Regions from separate parts of the Mus musculus genome. Here regions 2, 3, 4 and 5 are each linked to region 1. Evidence: chromatin contacts called from public HiCAR-type, HiChIP or PLAC-seq and promoter capture Hi-C data. All regions are on one chromosome and are shown on one strand. The core of a region is the stretch at or near the end of the contact, and the rest is flanking DNA. Distances in the headings are between cores, read along the strand shown. Region 1 holds the start of Zc2hc1a (zinc finger, C2HC-type containing 1A). Region 2 holds the start of Hey1 (hairy/enhancer-of-split related with YRPW motif 1). Region 3 overlaps Stmn2 (stathmin-like 2). Region 4 overlaps Stmn2 (stathmin-like 2). Region 5 holds the start of Stmn2 (stathmin-like 2).

What was found. Promoter capture Hi-C pulls out the DNA fragments that hold promoters and counts their contacts. HiCAR-type assays count read pairs that join an accessible place to other places. HiChIP or PLAC-seq counts read pairs in DNA pulled down with a chosen protein or histone mark.
Region 2: a contact with region 1 is called in a HiCAR-type map of astrocytes, with 10 times the contacts expected there. The contact joins the promoter of Hey1 here to the promoter of Zc2hc1a in region 1. A contact is called at or near these places in 14 of 39 promoter capture datasets (the 3T3-L1 cell line, the C10 cell line, the SN4741 cell line and 9 more), 3 of 484 Hi-C or Micro-C datasets (embryonic stem cells, hematopoietic stem and progenitor cells and natural killer cells), 5 of 115 datasets of contacts at active chromatin or transcription factors (astrocytes, embryonic forebrain, fibro-adipogenic progenitors and 2 more) and 2 of 9 other capture datasets (adipose tissue and macrophages).
Region 3: a promoter capture Hi-C map of hippocampal neurons shows a contact between it and region 1, with 4 times the contacts expected there. The contact joins the enhancer-like site here to the promoter of Zc2hc1a in region 1. A contact is called at or near these places in 10 of 39 promoter capture datasets (the 3T3-L1 cell line, 3T3-L1-derived adipocytes, the C10 cell line and 5 more), 3 of 115 datasets of contacts at active chromatin or transcription factors (astrocytes, embryonic forebrain and embryonic stem cells) and 1 of 9 other capture datasets (embryonic stem cells).
Region 4: an H3K27ac HiChIP or PLAC-seq map of embryonic stem cells shows a contact between it and region 1, with 22 times the contacts expected there. The contact joins the enhancer-like site here to the promoter of Zc2hc1a in region 1. A contact is called at or near these places in 8 of 39 promoter capture datasets (3T3-L1-derived adipocytes, the C10 cell line, cranial neural crest and 5 more), 2 of 484 Hi-C or Micro-C datasets (both in embryonic stem cells), 7 of 115 datasets of contacts at active chromatin or transcription factors (embryonic forebrain, embryonic hindbrain, embryonic stem cells and 3 more) and 2 of 9 other capture datasets (embryonic stem cells and macrophages).
Region 5: an H3K27ac HiChIP or PLAC-seq map of embryonic stem cells shows a contact between it and region 1, with 20 times the contacts expected there. The contact joins the promoter of Stmn2 here to the promoter of Zc2hc1a in region 1. A contact is called at or near these places in 17 of 39 promoter capture datasets (the 3T3-L1 cell line, 3T3-L1-derived adipocytes, the C10 cell line and 9 more), 3 of 484 Hi-C or Micro-C datasets (all in embryonic stem cells), 12 of 115 datasets of contacts at active chromatin or transcription factors (astrocytes, embryonic forebrain, embryonic hindbrain and 3 more) and 1 of 9 other capture datasets (embryonic stem cells).

What each region holds. Positions count from the first base shown.
Region 1 is chr3:7,501,221-7,505,079 of GRCm38.p6, reverse strand. Zc2hc1a (zinc finger, C2HC-type containing 1A) reads right to left here and starts at 1,654. Exons shown (of 9, transcript NM_173181.3): 1 at 1,553-1,654. The coding sequence starts at 1,568. It also overlaps the pseudogene Gm23592.
Region 2 is chr3:8,664,957-8,668,815 of GRCm38.p6, reverse strand. It overlaps Hey1 (hairy/enhancer-of-split related with YRPW motif 1), which reads left to right and starts at 1,778. Exons shown (of 5, transcript NM_010423.2): 1 at 1,778-2,034; 2 at 2,239-2,314; 3 at 2,461-2,544; 4 at 2,790-2,871; 5 at 3,752-3,859. The coding sequence starts at 1,946. It overlaps LOC115489673, which reads left to right. Exons shown (of 2, transcript XM_030252957.1): 1 at 1-1,592; 2 at 1,738-1,892. The coding sequence starts at 930. The coding sequence ends at 1,878.
Region 3 is chr3:8,560,253-8,564,111 of GRCm38.p6, reverse strand. Stmn2 (stathmin-like 2) reads right to left here. Exons shown (of 5, transcript NM_025285.2): 5 at 2,508-3,846. The coding sequence ends at 3,787. Among named protein-coding and RNA genes, the nearest start is that of Stmn2, 53 kb to the right of the region's middle. Within about 2 kb of position 2,086, at least 16 of the 459 cell types and tissues checked have an H3K27ac peak or open chromatin away from gene starts, as enhancers often do. A contact at or near this core is called in hippocampal neurons, where this site is marked.
Region 4 is chr3:8,524,977-8,528,835 of GRCm38.p6, reverse strand. The region is part of intron 1 of Stmn2 (stathmin-like 2); the gene reads right to left. Among named protein-coding and RNA genes, the nearest start is that of Stmn2, 17 kb to the right of the region's middle. Within about 2 kb of position 1,760, at least 3 of the 459 cell types and tissues checked have an H3K27ac peak or open chromatin away from gene starts, as enhancers often do. A contact at or near this core is called in embryonic stem cells, where this site is marked.
Region 5 is chr3:8,507,699-8,511,557 of GRCm38.p6, reverse strand. Stmn2 (stathmin-like 2) reads right to left here and starts at 2,031. Exons shown (of 5, transcript NM_025285.2): 1 at 1,928-2,031. The coding sequence starts at 1,946.

The DNA.
Region 1 (3,859 bases), core at 405-2,904:
ATGAGGATCCTTATGTTCTACACACATACATACATACATACATACATACACACACACACAGAGTGTATATTATACTAGTATTCGATTATTTCTCCTAAATTTCTGATTTAGATAGCAAGAACTTTGACAATTTTTTATTCTTTGCATGCATAGATAAATAAGTGAAACATTGGATGAATATTTCTTTCACTGTAAATATTGATCAGTAAAAATCTGGGAAGTATTCTTAAACACTCTTCATGCAGTATGATAGCGTTGTAAAGTCTTCACACCTATGTTTCAACTCTATTCTCTATACAGTCCCTATACTAGTATAGTTGTAAATCACTAAAATGAGTTGCCTGTAGGGGTATCCAAAAATAGGAGATTTTTGAAAGGTATGCTGTCATTACAATTTCTCATTTCATGTTAATTTGAGTGGTACACCAAGCAAGACCTTCACAGCTAATCTGCAGCATAAATGATCTATTAGAATTCTTTATCACCTTCAAGATGTTTGGAGAAAGCTTAACTGCAAAATATCATTGTGAAATAAAATTCATAATCATATTATTATATTTTCTTTCTGGTACACTTAAATCACTGGGGAAGAGTTATCAGTTACCACTGTTAACTTCGTAACATGTCCTGAAATATTTGACTATCTATAATACAAGAAAATGAAGGGATCAAGTCCCCTATTCATTCCAAGTACAGTAAGTGGTGAAACAATTTTAAGAGAGAAAAAAAAACTATTTTAAGGCAGCAGGATCCAAATTTTCTGAAAGCTTGTATATCAGAAAGATCCCTAGTCTTTTTAAATCCTGAAACTGTTGTCACCACTGTTAAGATTTTTTTTTTCTTCCTTCCTTTGTTTTTTAAGTGAAATGTTGTCCTAGCGCGGGATTAAAATGGATGAAGAAAGGGAAAGAACTGGGAACAAAACAAAATCTGAAGCCATGGCTAAGGCACCAGGATAAAGTGAAGATAAGGAAGCAAAGCTGGCTTTTCCCTAGACCGTCCTCGTGAATAAACCATTAATGTTGAAGCTATTGTCCCTGCTGTAGAGCTCGCCAGGGACACTTCCTTGGGAGATGCTCCGGCATCTCTCCGAGCAAGGTGCGGTAGAAATGGAAGGAATGGACCTACGACTGTCCAAGGTGTGTGTCCAGAGCTCGCTGGAGGCAGGGCAGGTCCTGAGGGGTCAGCAAGAGCTGGCGACCCGGGCGTCGCGAACCTTAACCAAGAATACACTTTGCAAAGATAAGACTCGACCAGAGACACCTAGTGCCCACAGGAAACTCAGGGGTCCAGAAAGGACCCGACATGGTAGTTAGGCCTTGCAGAAGTGAGGACGCGGGGGCTCCAACCCCGCGGTGAAGTCGAGCACCGTGCCCGGCGGGCAGCCCGCGGCCACCGCTCCCGTAAGGGGCCGCCAGCTCCGCCCCGGGTGTCGGCGAGCGCGGGGACCTCGCTGCAGAGCCGGCCGGCCGGCCGCACTTGCCCCCAGACTCCAGGCCCCGGTCGCTCGGGCCCGCTGGAGCCCCGCGGTCGCATCCCCCTCGCGTCTCACCTTCCAGTCCGTCCATGACGCGCCGCCTCAGGCTCCGCAGGCAGCACCCGCCGCCGCCCAGTTCCTGCTGTAGCAACACGGCCGCACCTCCCACACTCTAACATCCCGGCCTCCTATTGGTCCGCGCGGGTGGGGGCGGGGTGACAGGGGCGGAGCTACTAAGGGCGGGGCTGCGCCTTCTGCCACCTCCCGAGGGACTCTCCTTCCACCAAGGTTTTTCCAACCACCCTCCCTGGAAACCGCAGCTACTTTTGTTGGCAATCCGAGATCCTTACACGCCTTTGTTCCACTTCAGCCACATTTAGGCTCACACCTTGTTTTCCAGCTTAGAATGCCTCCGCATCTCGGAGCTCCTCATCTCCAGTCAGTAAGAGAATGTCTTTTTAACAGGTCCCTCTGAGCTCTTGTAACAAGATAAGGGGGCCTTGGTCCAGCACCATCCCGTGTTCACTGCCCTTTTAAATCAAGCAACATCCTCTAGCCTTGTTCTTCAGACACAGCTCTATGGGCTAAGACATTGTTTCCTAGGTAAGTCATATTTTCTGTATGGGACTGTGGAACTGAGATTGCGCCAAACTTCTGAAACAGTTTTCTAACTATAAAAAGTTAGGCCCGAAATTAGAAATGAAACTTCCCCGTTGCACAATCTTTCCCTGGCCAGCACTATGCTTGCCCTCAACTGCAGTTCTGCATCTCATCAAGGCTGTACTGTACTGAGCGCTTTAAACTGGGAAGCTAACCTATCAAGGCACAAAGGTGTCTTTCTGTCAGAGTCAAAATGGAATCCAACCACTCAAACGGTTTTGCTTCACAGTCTAACACATTTTACCCTTACTAAAACTCTTCGAAAATTTTACTTAGCAAGAATAAACCAATCATATTGTTTACTGATTCTGGGGTGTCCATTACTAAGTTATCAATATATTTTGTTCGTAACAAGTCTTACACTGTTTTCTTGTTGAGCAGTTTAATTCAAAAGTTGTCTTAATTCTGTATACACTTAAATATGTCAGTAACTCTCTGATTTTGTTTAAACAAGCAAACGCCAAGAGGTCTTATCTGTGAGAAGACGCTCACAGTGGGTGTGAAGACCGTAGAGTCCGAGTCTGGTACAGAATAGTATAAGAAACTTCCATTCTGCAATTATCTCATGAGTCCTTTCCTTGTTCTGCTCTGGGCTTCCCTGACTTCTGAGTTTCTGGGACCTCCATGCAGGCAACCAACCTAGTTACCCTATATTGGTGTAGAGAGCCCCGCCACCACCAGTCCCCTGGCCATGCTTCTAAGACAAAATCAGATGAGGTTGAGGACAGCTTTCATAAGAATGCCCAAAAAAATAAAAAGAACACAAAAAGAATTATCAAAATAAAGAAGACATTTACTTTGCATATTGCAAGTTTAGACAAATATTAGGATGATGGACACAAGCCTTATTAGCCATAAAATCTACAGTAACATCAATAACAATAATAAAAATAGCAACAATAACAAAAGTACCTTAAGAGGCCCTGCCATCTAGAAGCCTTACAGGTGTGGCTGCTATATCACATGTCTGCCAGTAGATGGCAGAGAGGAGAGAAGCTATGTCTAGTTCAGTGTTCTGACCCATGAATAATTTACCTCACATTTCTGGAAAAAGGCCTGTCAGAAAAGCTACCAGTCTGGCATGAGGGGCCTGTCGGGGGCAGGGGTGGGGGGATGGGGAAGCATACAGTGTCCAGGGCTGAGATGACCATCAGAATGGTGCCATGGGGTCTGGGCAGAGAGGTATCCTGAGATGATTGCCAGTGGAGGGCTATGCAGGCCTAAGGGGATAGGCCATGCCTGACAGGACCCCTGACTAGCACCATAACGCATGAACAGGGCATTGTACTCCTGAGACAACCCCAGACATTCAGAGACCCTAGGTGCTAGTAAGAGGAGCAAGTAAGCGGTAGAGAATTGGAAGACAAAGAGAAACAGAAGGGTATGGGCACACGAGGAGAGGCAGAACTGGAGTGAGGAACATCCTGATGTGAGTAGCCTGTGATGTCATCTGGGACCATGGTGATGTAGTCCCGCATTGTTACAGAAGGCCATGTCTGGGTCCATAGCCATACAGTAACAGAACTCTGTTACCTCCAAAGGCAAAGTGAAGGATGCCCCTGTTCTGGGCTGCTGCCCAGAGAAAGGTTGATGTTTGAAGGCTGTACAGAACTGGCCCAATCCTTCACCAAAGCATCCTGTGATAGTGGGTCCTGGGATCATGAAAGCAGGAAAACTGGCCTTGCTCCTTATCTGCTGCAGCACTCAAAAGAGCAGTCCCTA
Region 2 (3,859 bases), core at 529-3,028, 1.2 Mb before region 1:
TTTAGGGGGAAACATGGGATGGCGTCAAGGGAGGCAGGTGATATGAGGCTCTGAAGATGGAGAAGATGGATGAAGAGAGGGGTCTGGAGGTGAGCTTCCAGCTTGTGACAGGAGCGAAGCGAGCTGTGAACATGGAGAGGGAAGCAGGCAGTGAGCCTTGGCTTGACCACTCCTAAGCTGTGTGGTGGGATATGTGCACTAGGAAAAAACAAAGCCAAGATGGAGGGACCTCACCTTTTCAGAGGAGCTGTGAGGGCTGAGGCTCTGAACAGTAGGGTGAAGTGCAATGAGAACTTTAAAAGGACCCAGGATGTGGTCTAAAGTGTGTGGATGGAGAACTGGACCTGGGAACTCGGTTTAGTCTGCATTTATGGAACCCATCATGTCTAGAAACAGAATTGCTTGCAAAGGTGTTGAGTTTCTTTTATTCTTCTCAACGGTTATGAAGTTTTGCTTCATAGACGGGATTGCAGGCTCCAAGAGTGGGGCAGGATAAAGACTGGGCTTTCTCCAGGTTGTCTACTTCTGTGAACGCTGAACTAGGGAAACAATCCATAAGATTTAAACTATTTTTTTAAAGTCGCCCTTCTTGGTGGGGGAGAGGGGAGAGCGGTGTGCAGAACTTCATATAGCACCCCAAACGCCCCTCCCAACTGAGACCAACGGGTGTGTGTGTGTGTCCGCGCGCGCGCGATGCGGGCCAGAAACGTGCATCCTCGCACAGATGATCGCACAGCCTCAGAAGCAAACACCCAGGCCGCCACCCTGTCGCCTGCTAAGAGGATCTGGCCGCCAACACTAGGGGGAAGGGAGGACAAAAACAAAACAAAACAACAGCAAAAATCCCAACATAATGAATGTCTCGGGGGATAGCTACTCCTCCCTCAAGCTAACCCAGAAAACAAGCGCTCTACTTCCCCGGAAATGACATGCATAGGGGCATGCATTTCGTCCCAAAGCTGAGAAGCCTTGCAGGATTAGCTTTAGAGGCTCCTAGAACCCAAAAAGCAGCATCCCTTGAGTCTCTCAGGCTCTGCTCCCAGAGCTGGTGGCCACCATCCAAAGGAGCGGCGCCCCAGGCGACTGTTCCTGTAGGACCCGCCAACTACGCCCGCCTCCAGCCGCGGGGCACCGGCAGCAGTGCAGAGAACGGGACGCGGGCGGTGGCTTCCGGGGCCCGCCGGCGCCCGGACTCCGATTACAGGTTCACACCAGGAGCCCGGCAGGCGCGCCCTCGTGCAGCCCGGCTCCCCCGCCTGGCTATTCTTCTCCATTCATGCAGCCGCCCAGAGCAGCCGCCCAGAGCAGCCGCCGCCGCCGCCGCCACCGTCGCCGCCGCCGTCGCCGTCCGTCCGGATTGGCTGGCGGCCGGGGCGCCGGCACTTTCCCACGGCCCGCGGCGCGTGCGGCTCACCGGCGGCGCTGCAGGCGCGGCCCTGGCACACGGCCAGGCCAATCCGGGCGCGCGGGGTGGGGCTGGGCGGGGCGGTGGCTATCGCCGGGCTGGTGTCCCGGGCCGGCCCCCCATTTCTGCCCGCCGCCGGCCCACCGCCGCCCGCGGCCCCCAGCCGAACTCCTGCGGAGCCGACGCACTGCCGCCGGGCAGGGGCGGGCTCCGGGGGCGGGGAGCAGCCAGCCTCGGCCTCCGCTCGTCCCGCCCCCATGCGGCTGCCAATCTGCGCAGCGAGGCGCCAATTGGCCGGGGCACGCGGTTACCCGGGAGCCGTGGCCCCGCCCCTGCCCCAACCTCTCCGCCTTCCCCGCCCTCCCCCTATCCATGGGAAGGGGCGCAGCGTGGGAAAGGGATGGTTGAGTTTTAACCGGAGACTGAGCGTGAGTGGGATCAGTGTGCACGCACCTCCCGCAGCCGAGCGCTGAGCGGCCACTGCAGTTAACTCCTCCTTGCCCGCCGCGCGACCCTCCTCGGAGCCCACGCTCCGCCACCATGAAGAGAGCTCACCCAGACTACAGCTCCTCAGATAGTGAGCTGGACGAGACCATCGAGGTGGAAAAGGAGAGCGCGGACGAGAATGGGTGAGTTGGCGGCGTCCGACCGATCCGGAGCGGGAGGAGAGGATGGGGTGCGCTGATGCTGGGTTCCCTTTGCCGGGAGTCGTGGGCCGGCAGCTGCTGGCTGGGAGCAATCGTCCCCGAGCCCTCCAGCTCAAGTTGCCAAAGAAATCTGGTGTAGGAGGGCTCTCCTTTCCTTTCTCAAGGCAATTGCTTCCCATCTTACAGAAACTTGAGTTCGGCGCTGTGTTCCATGTCCCCAACGACATCGTCCCAGGTTTTGGCCAGGAAAAGACGGAGAGGCGTGAGTACCCCCCCCCCCAATAATTTAAATATATATGCACATTGTTATATTAATTAATTAACTAACGGAAAGAACCACATTTCTTCTCGTTGGAATGTACAGTCATAACGTAAATGCCCTCCTTTGTTTTTGTCTGCTTCCCATAGATCATCGAGAAGCGCCGACGAGACCGAATCAATAACAGTTTGTCTGAGCTGAGAAGGCTGGTACCCAGTGCCTTTGAGAAGCAGGTAATGGAAGTATGAGAGCGCTGAGTGTAGCCATCGGCACCTTCTGATTCCCTCCCCTCCGTGCTTCTAACCTCATTTGTGCCAAGTCGTTGGATGTTCTTACACAAATTCCCACAGATTTTGTGGATATACGTGACTTTTGCTTTTTTTTTTACGTTTGTATTTTACATGTATGTATATTTGTGTGCATATTTTAAGTTCTCCAAAGGCACTTGTGTCAGATAAGCCTTTTGTCTTCTTTTTAGGGATCTGCTAAGCTAGAAAAAGCTGAGATCTTGCAGATGACTGTGGATCACCTGAAAATGCTGCACACTGCAGGAGGGAAAGGTATTCCTCTCCAGTTCAGCTGGGGCTTTGCGTGCTCGGCGTGGGGGGTGGGGGTGGTAGCAAGCGCAGTCTGGGATTGGTGCAGTCCCTGCCTGCTTTGCTTTGTGGGGTGGGGAGAGCAGTATGTGCTTGCCAGCCAAGTGCACCTTCAACAGCACATGGGTTCTTGAGCAGTGAATACATCACCCCAATCCTCTTTCAACTGAGCTAATGCACCTTTCAGCAAGCGCCTGTCTCCCGGAGCTCCTCCGGTTGTGACAGCCCTGATTTAGGTCAAGTCACTCATGTTTGTCTGTTGCTATTTAAGAAAGGATTGGGAAATGGCTTATTAAAAAGAACAACTAGATAGTCGGAATTTTATATACAGATTTAGAAAACGAACTGCCAAAAGAATTTGGAGGAAAGAGACATGTTGGGGCTAAATAGAGAGGAAAAAAAAATCTAACGGGGTGAGAGACTGAAGCCCGTGTCTGTCTCCAGCCACCAGATTCTTCACCAAGGACCAAGTGCCTAAAAGCTCCACGATGATAACTTACATCTGTGTGTCTAATGAATTTCACTGCTCTGTGGTTTCTCTGTCCTTGATGTATTTTTTGTTGTTGTTGAGGGAAAACATTAAAGGAGGGAACATAGTTTCATCTGCTGGTAGGGTATAATTCCAATTTCTGCTCAGCAGCTTCTAATTGGGCTTTGAACTTGCATTAGCAAACATATACTGTTGATTAATGCAAAGATTTTGGTCAGCTTCAAAATATTTGAGCTTCCAGGACCCATGATCTGTGCTGTAATCCTGTATGGAGTTGCCAGGAAGAACTTTGGAGTGGAAGAAATTCAGGAAATGAGCAGAGCCTTGAAGGTTTTCCTTTGTTTTTGTGCACAGGTTATTTTGACGCGCACGCCCTGGCTATGGACTATCGGAGTTTGGGGTTTCGGGAATGCCTGGCCGAAGTTGCCCGTTATCTGAGCATCATTGAAGGACTCGATGCCT
Region 3 (3,859 bases), core at 837-3,336, 1.1 Mb before region 1:
CCTTCCCCTCCCTCTCTTGATCCCTCCCTAGGTGAGCAATACTGCTCTGTCTCACACGGCTGCTTTTCCACCGGCCTTAGCATAAAGGAATAGAACAATCACAGGCTGAAGTCTTAGAGAGCGTGAGGTAAAACAAAACCTCTTTCTTGTCTGTCCTGGGTGTTTGTGCAGTTCTAGTAGCTTTTCTGACACATCAGGCTCTGGAAGAGAGAGCAGTATTTGCTGCTATGCAGTTGTTCTGTACATTTTTGGGTGTAGAAGGCACAGGAGAGGGGAGTGACTCATCAGATCAATGGGATTTTGTGAATTTTCACAGAACATTTCAGCGGCATTTACACAATTTAAACGTAACACTCACCAGATCAAGAGCATGTTAAAGAAAATCTTTAAGTAGATTCAGGCTGAGCAGAGTGTCTCACTCCCCTACAAATAGCCCTTAGTTAGTTTGTGAAGGGGCTGGAGAAACTTCAGAGGTTGTAAGCCTTTCTGAAATAATGTGCAGTGTGAGATGCCAGGGCACTGTCTGTTACCCTCTCCTGCCTCTCACCATGCGCTGCCTAGGCAGCTCTTTGCTCTATACTTTCATTACCCAGCAAACAAGACTTTATTTCTTCCTCCTCAGCTTCCTTTCCACCCTACACCTACCATTTGAACAGGATTACGTAAGATTCCGTCAACCTGGTCTTCACGGAACATACCACAATTGATTCAGATTCCTTCTGCATGGTGGCCACTGGGACTGCTCCACGCAGCTGGAGCAGCGTGTTTACAGTGAGGCTGGGGGAGCAGTGAGCACTTGGCTTCAGGGTACAGAGCTCAGGGGTACATTGTAGAGGTGGAGGTCAGCAAGCTTGGCTTTGTTTCCCTTTATTTTCCAGTGCTGAAGATAAAACCAAGGCCTAATGCACCCCAGGCTGGTGAGCAATCTGCAGTTAACAATGACTTTGAGAATGATTGGTCTAGGGTAACATCGTACATGTAATCTCTCTTCACCAAAGAAATGGGATTCGGCAGGTGTTTGCTGGAGAATAACTGGTACTGAGGCAAGTTCTTGGAGGCAGGCATTGGACTGAGGTGAGTCACTCACCTCTCTATGGTCTGAGCTTCCTCTCCTCTCCTCTCCTCTCCTCTCCTCTCCTCTCCTCCCCTCCCCTCCCCTCCCCTCCCCTCCCCTCCCCTCCCCTCCCCTCCCCTCCCCTCCCCTCCTCTCTCTTTTCTTTTCTTTTCTTTTCTTTTCTTTTCTTTTCTTTTCTTTTCTTTTTCTTAACATTAGGCAGTGGGACTAGGCTGTATTCCTGCTTAGGGAGGGACACACTGTAGTGAGAGGCAGTGCCAACCACTTTAATACTCTGAAAGCCTCACACTTACAGTGTTGGGTCTAACTAAGCTTTGGGCTTATGGTCATTCATGGTCACATGTTCCTACTGACCTATGTAAAACAGAATGAAGACAGGTCTCGCCCTGGACTGATCAGGACTGCCAGCATTTCAAAGCATGTTGATAGGGCTGCAAAGGTGCCACTACTTACTAGCACTGGCTGCTCTTTCAGACCTTTGTCCTGGTGGCTCACAATCATCTCTTAACTCTAATCCCATGAGATCTGATGCTCTCTTCTGGCCTCCTCAAGCACTGAATACATACAGTCAGGCAAAACATCCATGTACACAATAATAATACTCAACAGACAAAATCTAAATAATAATACTAATGATAATAATAATAATAATTAGAATCTAATTTTTAAAAAAGCATTTGAATATTTTTAACCAAAAAATTAAATACTGGTTCTCACTATGTAGCCTTGCAATCCCAGAACTTGGGAGGCAGAGACAGATGGTGAATTTAAGGCCAACCTGGTCTATATAGAGAGCTGTTCTAGTCTCATCGAAGCTACATCGAAGACGCTGTTTCACTGGCTTAAACCTAGCCAGTGATCTTGTGAGTGACAGCCCAATTTATTTATTCATAAATCTGCATTGTTCCAATTATTTCTGACTTTCTGGTCAAATTGGATGCTGTTTGTCTGGTCGTGTAATATCCATCTGGGTCCCTGGCAGGACCCTGCCGTGTCCATGTGGGCCTGTGCTCATTGGCAGGATACAGTTTGGCAGTAGGATAGGGAAGTCACATTGTAACAGACGGCCTAGGCTGGGGGTGTCCTGTGGGCAGCATGAGAACTTGAGGTGGTTCCAGGAACCCCACGATGTCCAGAATGAGGCTCCATTGCTCAGGACCACTAGCCTGGACCTTCAGTTTCTCCTTCACTGTGCCTGTTGCTAAGGGGAACAGGTTGAAGGCCTTCCCCACTGTGTCAGCCTGTCCAAGGAAGCGGGAAAAGAGCTGTCCTGCTGCTTTACAAGGGAAGTCAACCAGCAGGCCCTTGGCTTCCTCCAAACTCAGTACTGCCTCTTTGCTCCCAAGACTGTCCAATCCAACAGCCCTCCTACTACAATCTCAGCATCAGGCTCTGAGCATACAGGGCCGAGAGACCAGACCAAACCGTTATTAGTTCACAGAACTCCAATTCTTTATTCATCACAGCTTGCTCACAATGACATACAAGAAGATAGCACTGACGAAGAGTAAATATGCAGGCAGTTTGGGAGTTGGGAGTTGGGAGTTAGGGAGAAACAACTTCAAAACTGCAATAGGTACGTATGCTGGGTGTCTGCTGATTCTTATACTTGGCACAAATGCCCTGCCTGGCCCCTTCACTGCGTCAGCATCACAGATGGAGTGGTTTGGTCTTGTTTATAGGCAGGATTGCCCTACACTGGGGAAGAAAGACCAGCTTGAGTAAAAGTCCACAGTGCTTGTGATTTTGTTTGTGTTTTTAATGCAGCAACCAGCTCACAGTCTCCAAGTGGAAAAACGTTCAGTAGCATTATGTGCTTGTACTACAGGCAAAAGCTTAAAATGAACATCATCACCCATGGCACCCACAGATAAGCCACCCGACATGTCAATTAATTCATCCCATCATAATAACTAAAATGAGAGAAATAAGCCCACTTCATGAAGAACAATCCCATGGCTGCTTGAACCCTCTGGCTTTGCGTTTGTGATCAGCACGTTGGAAGGTTCAGCCTTTCGCTTCTACCCTGACTGAGCTCAGATTTGTCTTCACATGCACCTGTTTCTAAAACCCAAACACATGTGTAGCGCGTAATCCATGAGGAGCAGACATAAGTGCTATGACTGGTAGATTCCCTTAGCCTGGCTTTGCCGCTTCTAGGCAGGAAGCAGATTACGAGCAAATGTGGAGGTTCACATGGACACACAGTACCCACGATCTAGGTGTGGTCTTGGTCACGCTCAGAGATTACGGAGTCATCTAGGTCATTAGGCAATGGTGGGTTTCTAGCACCATAGACTGTCTACTGACCTCATTTTTCGGTTGGAATGAAAAGGGCAGGGACTGAGTGGGGCTTCCAAAAGAACAGACCTAGCAAATCCATCTGAGTGGAAAGACACAACGTCAAAAGCCTGTTACAGGACATGTAAGATCATGAAATAACTTGCATAATGCAATACTTGTATTTTTTAACAAAAATGTAAATATTTACAAAATAAGATCCAAGGTACTTTTTTAAACATCAAGCAAAACATTCTGCAAAGAGACCGCATTGATTTTTATTTTATTTTTGATTCTGTTTTTTGTTTTGTTTTTCATAATGAGTTCTTTTTAAACCATGTCATACACTTCCCATACTGATATCGCATGATCCATTATAATATAGGCAGGGGGATTTACTATGGGAGGGGCTTGCCATACCCGCCATTGCTTCAGCCAGACAGTTCAACCTGCAGTTCCTTGTTCCTGCGAACCTCTGCAGCATGCCTCTCCTAGAAAGAGCAA
Region 4 (3,859 bases), core at 511-3,010, 1.0 Mb before region 1:
AGTCAGGGTGAGGGGAGTTGTCCCTTAAAACTCCCCCGGTAAAAGATATTAAGGTCCACGGAGGTCAAGATACACGATGATTTAAAGAAATCTTAGAAGCACTTTATTTTGCTTATTGTGAGCACTGAAGGTTCTTCCCTTCCTAGTCCCTAGATAAATGGTGGCCATGTTTGAATATGAAGAAACAGTCAAGTAAAGGAAAGGTCACAGCAGCTGTGCAGTCTGCAGCCCCATTTCAACAGATCTCCTCTGTCATTCTAAGAACTTCCCAAAGGTGAGGCAATCCATCTTTCTAGAAGTGCTTGCATGCAAGCCTCCACTTGAACTGGTATAAAGTGTCACCGCATCTGAATGGCTTTATGCTACCTATTTTAGTTCTGAGTATATCTTAAAAAAAAAAAAATCCTTGCCTTGAGATATGCTCTTCAAAGTCACTAAGAAAAAGACAGACAGAAGCAAATCTGCTGAAGACAGACTAACACTTATCTGGTTTTTTTTTGTTTGTTTGTTTGTTTGTTTTTTTACCTGATAGAAAAAAAACCACTTTGTGATTATCTTCAGTTTTGGGCATTTAATACACAGATTTTTATATGTCTTTATAATTTGAAATGCTTATTTGGAAAACACAATCCATGCTGTTTCCAGGGATGGCGGTACATCACTTTAATCCTAGTGTTCTGGAGGCAGAGGCAGGTAGACTTTTGAGAGTTTGAGGCCAGCCTGGTTCCAAGCCAGCTAAGCAACATAGTAAGATCTGTCTCAACAACATCAAAACAGATCCATGCTAGTGGATGCTAGTGTTAATATCAACTGTGAATAGAAAGTATTTTAATTTGGTGTTATTGCCAAATAACATCCCTGATACCTGCACCAAAGAGACTTCTTGTCGGGGTAGTTGTATTTAAATTGTAATCCCAGCAGGTGTGCTTACTAGTCATTAGCAGAAGGCAAAACCATGCCAGGCACGAGCCACAGGAGCTTCACGCGAGATCCAGCCGCATTTCCTGTTTCTCCAAACATAAGAGAAAGACCGCATTTCCTGTTTCTCCAAACATAAGAGAAAGACTAAAGTCTCTACGGACACTGTATAAAATGCCCTGTACACAGACTTACTCAGTGCTGTCCAGCAGCTGGATCTCCAAAGCACACTCATCAGAGTTAGTGCTAGTCAGTCACTGACGGTGTGCATTCAGTGTCTGCAGGTATGCTATGTCTATGTGTGCAGGCAGTGTCTATATCTATTACGTATACTATGCTTATGCAAACAGGCGTGTTTAAGCAGCAGTCAGGAAAGATTTGTCTTAAAGAAAGCAAGTCCTATGAGTTAGTTACACTTACACTTTATTGCTAGTTTGTGTTTCAAGAGAACACTGAATGCACACATGAACAAACCCAAGCAGAGAACACTGATGCAGTCAAAGGTTAGGGCTATCTTGTTTTACAAACCATTTTAGGAATTTTTATTATAAAGTATTATACACTTGGTAATCTGGGGTAGATTGCAAATGTTCTTAGCATATTCATAGAAGGTGAGCATGGGCTCAGGGAAATGCTGATTAGTCTTTTGTTGTTGTTGTTGTTTTACCATTTCACAGCGTCTAAATATGTTAAAGTATCACATTAAATCACACATTTCCACATCCATTGACTACACCTGTAGTCAATAAATCTCGAGGGAACTTGGGGCAGACTGTCAAGGGAGTCTCTCTGTGGGGGGAGGGAGGCTCTGAGGTGAAGGTGAGAGCCTCCCTTGACATGAGCTCCGGAGGATGGATCCCGGCATGCCCTGCTCACTGCTGCTTCTTCCCTGCCGTGTCCACACACACTTTCTCTCCACGGTCTCCAGTCACACAGCCTGCCTGACAGTGGCGTTTCTCTTTAGTGTTGTACATGTGTAGAACGGAGTTCCTACTCTTGTGCGGTTTCTGTTGGTATGGATGGACTCCTTGTTGGAGGTCGGTAGAATAAGCTGTGAGGTGGAGAGTGTCTTAACTGAGCTTCGGGAGATTTTCATGACTGAAGATTCCTTATCTCCCTACCCCTGTCTTGCTCCCGGGATCAAGCTCTGCCACTAGACTACATCTAAAGGTCTGCAGAACTTGAACAGACCAAGCCACCTCTCCACATACTACTGGCTGACCTTATAGTTGGTTTTAAAATACTCAATAGATTTTAAAATGGAATAATCTTTCCTTTACATACACTTTGTTTTCTGAAGTAAAAACATCCTTTATCTACCTTATGTTAGACGAACATAAGGTAGATAACATTTATCTTAATAATAAATAAACTTGTTATAATAAAGAAAATCTTACAAGTTTTATGTTCATATTTATGTCTTAAAATGTTTTCTTCTTTCTGGATCTTTGTGTTTCATAATCGCTGTGTGTGTGATAGTGTGAATGTTATCTAAGGCAACAAATGTTTCAAGAAGCAACCCATATCTCTGATTTCAAGTTGTTAAATTTTCAGGGCATATCCCACTTTTCCTAATGCTTCATGAAAAGTCTATTTTTGGCTTCAAATATTCTTCCTCACAGGCAGAAAGTGATCCATAAAACATAAGCCATTTGCATGCCATCTGGAACTCTCTGATAGTCACTCTTACGATATGAAGATTCCCTGCTAGTGTAACTAGATGGAGAGACTGGGGTGGCCTATGGATTTTAATTTATTTGTGGCAGCAAATACTCTGTTCATTGGTTAAAAACACAATAAAAATAGAATTAAACATTTGATTTGCACATATAAATGTGAATTGAAATTTGGCATGGTAATGTGCTATTATAAAAATATCACCAGTTGGTGATGCAAAAACCCAAGGATACAATGTTTGTTCTTTAGATTCTATTCACCCTAGATTTATTTATTTATATTTTTCTCAAAAGTAGGGTTTTCATTGGAATATTGTTCACAGTTTTGAAATCCAGCTATGTTATAATTGGTTAAGTAGACAGAAGGTCTATCAAGTAGAATGTGGTGACCATTTGTATATGTCATGTAGCCTCCAAAACTAAGTATGTGTATGTCATTCAAACATCACGCTTCCTATTTCAAAGGCTTTGTAGTATCTTTGGCTTTTCGAGGAAAGACCCCCTTTCCTGGCTTGCTCCTGACCAAGTTACCCCCTTTCCTCTATTTTGTTTACTTATTTTTTTTCTCAACCTTGCATTTTTTGGGAGTGGAGAGGGTGTCTCTCCTGTAGTATATTCTGTATTCCCCTACACGTATTCCTCTGAACATTCGTTCAGTTAACAGATGTCCACAAATGCTTATCCTTTGGTTGCTGAGCAGGGAGGGGCTGTCATTCATGAGTAAGCAACAGATGCTGAGTTTGTCAGTTGTCCTAGAAACTGAGTTTAGTTGGAGGTTAACAGTCCAGAGGTCACAAATAGCATGGTGGGGTTGGCTTCTACCCTTGAAGTTCACTAGCTTTGAAAAATGCTAGAAGATGGGTTTTCTGAAACCTTTCCTGTGACATCCTCTTAGAGCAGACAGCTGATTGTGCCAAGGAAAAAAGAGACATAGAAATATTTCTTCTCTTATTTATTTATATGTTCTCTTGCTTCTGCCCTCACTAATAACTAGAGGTAAGCAAATAGTCTTCTAGAGTAATGAAGAAAATATTAACTGGAACTCAAGACTTGTGTTCCAGTTCTGGATCTAACCAATCTTAGATGACATACTATACCTTCTAAAAATGAGTTTGTCAATCTTAGGTAACACAAAATACCTTCTGAACTTGAGTTTGTCAGTCTAAGGTAACATTATACCTTCTGAATTTGAGTTTGTCTACAAATGGGGGTCGAATATTATTGCAGTGAATGAGGTGAGACAATGTGTTGAGACAGTGAACTGT
Region 5 (3,859 bases), core at 782-3,281, 1.0 Mb before region 1:
GAGGGGTGGGGTCGAGCCACGCCCCATTGGAGGACCCTCAGTGGGGTCTCTATCCCAGAACACAAGGCCATGGGCTTGGGCTTGGGAAAAAGGTCCTTGGATTCTGCATGGGCAAGGACACCTTCCCGAACCACAGGGAAGGGGGTCACCTCTGTGGTCCAGGGGCCCAGCAGGGCGCGGCTGCGTCTTTGTGCGGCCAGGCTTGGCTCGCCTTTCTGCACAGCCTCTATCCGCTGGGAGGGGCTTAGTCCTGCGACCCTGAGCCTGGGCAGATGTGTGCACACCCTGAGGGGTTTGGGGCTGTTCTGGAAGGCGGGGCTAGAAAGAGGGGTGCCCGGACTGCAGACTGTTCAGCAGCCCCACCCAAGTTCGTGGGAGCCAGCCTGGAGCCTGAGTCTTCAGGGCTCCGCAGACAGGGTGGGGCAGGGCAGGGTGGAGCCAGTCCATATCCTTTTTCCTGCTCTGCATCAGTAGCTCGATCTAGTGTGTGTGTGTGTGTGTGTGTGTGTGTGTGTGTGTGTGTGTGTGTGGTTCTAGCCGCTTCCCCAGTGCAGGCCCCTCCCAGGCTGTCTACCCTAGGGAAACAAGCACAGGACCTTTTCGGAACGATGGCACTGGATCTAGACTGGACTCTATTGCGGTTTTACAGATTTGGCTCCGTCTGACCCACAAAATTGAAATTGCACGAGGCTCATCTTAAAGACCTTGACCTCTTTTGCTTTATGTCACCCTTACACATCTTTATCTGTATTATTTTCTGTATACCCTTCTAGGTTCCCTAATTGCCCCCTCCCCTCCCCCCGAAATGACCCAAGGAGTTCAGAATAGCTCCCCCACCCCCTGCTTCTTTCCCTTTTTTGATTTTTTTTTTGCCACTATGTTTAAATATCCTATTTAATGTGGTTCTGAAAAATATGTTAACGAAGAACAATGAGGCCAGGGTGGAGCGGCTGAGGTTAGCGGTCAGGTCAGGCACGCAGGCTGCTAATGAGTGAGTGGGGCGTGGCGGGGCTCTGCCGTTCCCGCAGGGTTGGGTTTTTCAGTGTTGTGCTGAGCTCCCCATTAGGCCCCCATTCTACTGAGGGTGTGGAGCTGGGTCCGGGTGGGGACAGCTTGACTCTGCACAGGGTGGGGCTGTCCGCATAGTATGCCCAGCGCTGCAGGTGCCCCCCCCCACACTCCCACCATTGCTTCACACACAAAGAAACCCCACCCCGGCGCCTTGGGAAGCCAGGTCCCTTTACCCCTCCCTGCCGCGCACGCTCTCCCGCCCCTGCAGCTGCCCACCCGCGCCCTCCACGCCCTCCTCCTGTTTCCCCTCCCTCTTCCTAAAACAAAGGAGCTAAGGTCCTACCCCACCCCTCCGGCCGCCTTACCTCCCCGCACCGCGCCCCAAGACTAGTGGTTTTTCCAAGATAGACAATACCATTAAATGTGCCCACTCCCCTCCCCCGTTCCCACTCCTCTCTCAAACCTCCAGGATGGGACCGCTTTGACTTTGCATTTTCTCTTTTATTCCAACATCACTCCCTTCCTGTCCCTATTATCTTTTTAAACTACAGAATAAATATAGGACGTTCAAAACCACTTTCCGAAATGTCCCTTCACCTCACTAAAGGCAAATCGTTAAGGTAGCCCCCTCCCCTCTGATGGACACTTTAGTTTTAAATATGGAAGCAGAATAAAATTCCTACCCATTGGAGGAAAACTTACCTGCTTCTATCTTTTAAAAAGAAACCATTTACTTTAGTTTTTCAAAGACACCCTTCCCCCTTTGGTCTCTTAGAGCTCCCTCCAACCTTTCCCGGTTCCTGTCATGAATGTCTTTCCCTTTATAAAATATCTTTTAATGTCTTTAGAGATCCGAGAGAGAAAGGGAGAGATTGGCTCCAGATAGAGCCCGTGGGGAGCAAAACGCGATTCTTACCCATTGCTGTTTTAGCCATTGTAGGGATGTGCACGCACGGAGTGGTGGCGAAGGCAAAGGAGAAGGGTCCAGCTGTAGCCGCGGAGAGAGCGAGAGAGGAGTCTGAGTAAGGCACTGAGTCTGCAGAGTGGGACCGTGCTAGAGAAAGAGCAAGAGGCAGGAGCCCATGAATAATTATCACGCAGAAGCTCAAGCAGATTGGCTCTCAGGGTCCCCTGACATGACTCCCGCAGAGTGAGAATCTCCAAGCATTAAATATTGATCGGCCAATGGTGCTGGAGTACAAAGTACCAGAATGCAGTTTGAAATGGAAATCAGTCCTTGTCTGGAAGCTCCCCCCCATTTTGGAGCCCAATAGTACAGTCCAAGTGGAGTGGTGCCTTAGCCTGGAAGCCTCCTTGGAGCTAAGGACTGGGCTGTGCTTACCTGTACCCAGGAGGCTATACTTTGCTCAAACATGTGTCATTGCATAGATTGGCACAGAGAAGGAATAGACTCAGGGGCCTGAGAACCCACCCCAGTGTGCTGAGTTTTGGAAAAATCTGTTTAAAGCTTGTGTTACCAGTGTTTCTTATTTTCTCTTTTACCTTTGGCCCTGCCCTTGGTGAATCCTGGCCTCCCTAATATATGATGGAATTCCCAAACCAACCCATGTCTGGCTGTGGTGGCAGCTCAGAAATGGCCTGGGCTACTGGTCTTTCTTTCTAGCATAGCTGGGCTCCAGAGTGCATGATCTCAGGAGGGTCTTATAACAGAGGGAGGGTGGCTGTCTTTTCCTCCCTTTAGCATAGAGGAGAGGACTGTTGGCTACCTGGGCAGAGATGTAAGTTCCATCTAAGGACATGATGCAAGAAAGCACACGAACTTGGACAAGGAGTGATTTTTCCTGCATTCACAGTCAGATTAAGCACTATGAAGTGCAATGAACTTTGAAACATTATAAACAAGGTATTCACTCATTCACTCATTCATTCGTTCACTTCAAAAAACATTTAGCAAATGTCCATTCTTTCTCAATTCCTATATTTTCTGAGCATGTGCAGAGCACTGGAGACACAGCATCAGGGATACTTTTTGGACCTGTGTTCATGGAACTTTTGATGTGCAGGATTGAACTCTACTGTACTGACATTGTATCAGCCTAAACTCATGTAGGAATTGTGGTTGAGATTTAAAAATAGCAAGAAAGAGATACTTCCATCTCAGAGATGAAAAAAAATAAAAAAAAGAACATCGTTGCAGTGTGAACATGAATGAAACACTCTTTAACTTTAAAGGTATCAAAAATTAAGATTTTGCCCATTGGTAAATTGTTTGGTAGTTACTAGGTTACACTTAAAAAAAAATTTTTTTTTTAAGTATCCTGAACAGAAAAGCAGAAGCGCTGTCCGTGGTGCTGAAATGGCTCTGCACTTCCGGTTACTTTGTAAAGCGTCTTCACACTCTGGATGACTTGCTGACTGGCAGGAAGCTACTGGGATGGGAGCATTCCTGACCTGCTGAATCACAGGGAAAAAAAAAATAAAATGAAGATCAATACAATTATTTCTTGAGCAGGAAGATGAGAAATTATTTCTGTCATCGAACAGGTCCATGACTATGATGCAGATAGAGTACTGTAGGAAATTGGCAGGGTTTGGAAAAAAAATGATCATTTTTTTTCTTTCCCCAAAGTCATTTCCCAGTATAAATGTGAGAGCTTCTTCCTTCTCTGAAGGCTAGTTAGCAACCAGAAGATGAGGAATCTTCAGCATGCCTGCGTGAGTAATATCCCCCCACCCCCATTCTACCCAGGCTGTGTGCCATCTGTATACACTCTTCAACCTCCTTGGAGGATGGGACCCTCAGCCATGACATAATGTCTTTAACAGTTACAATTGGCAATTCAATGAGATCTATTGCACTTGTAGCACAAAACACAATGCAGTCCTC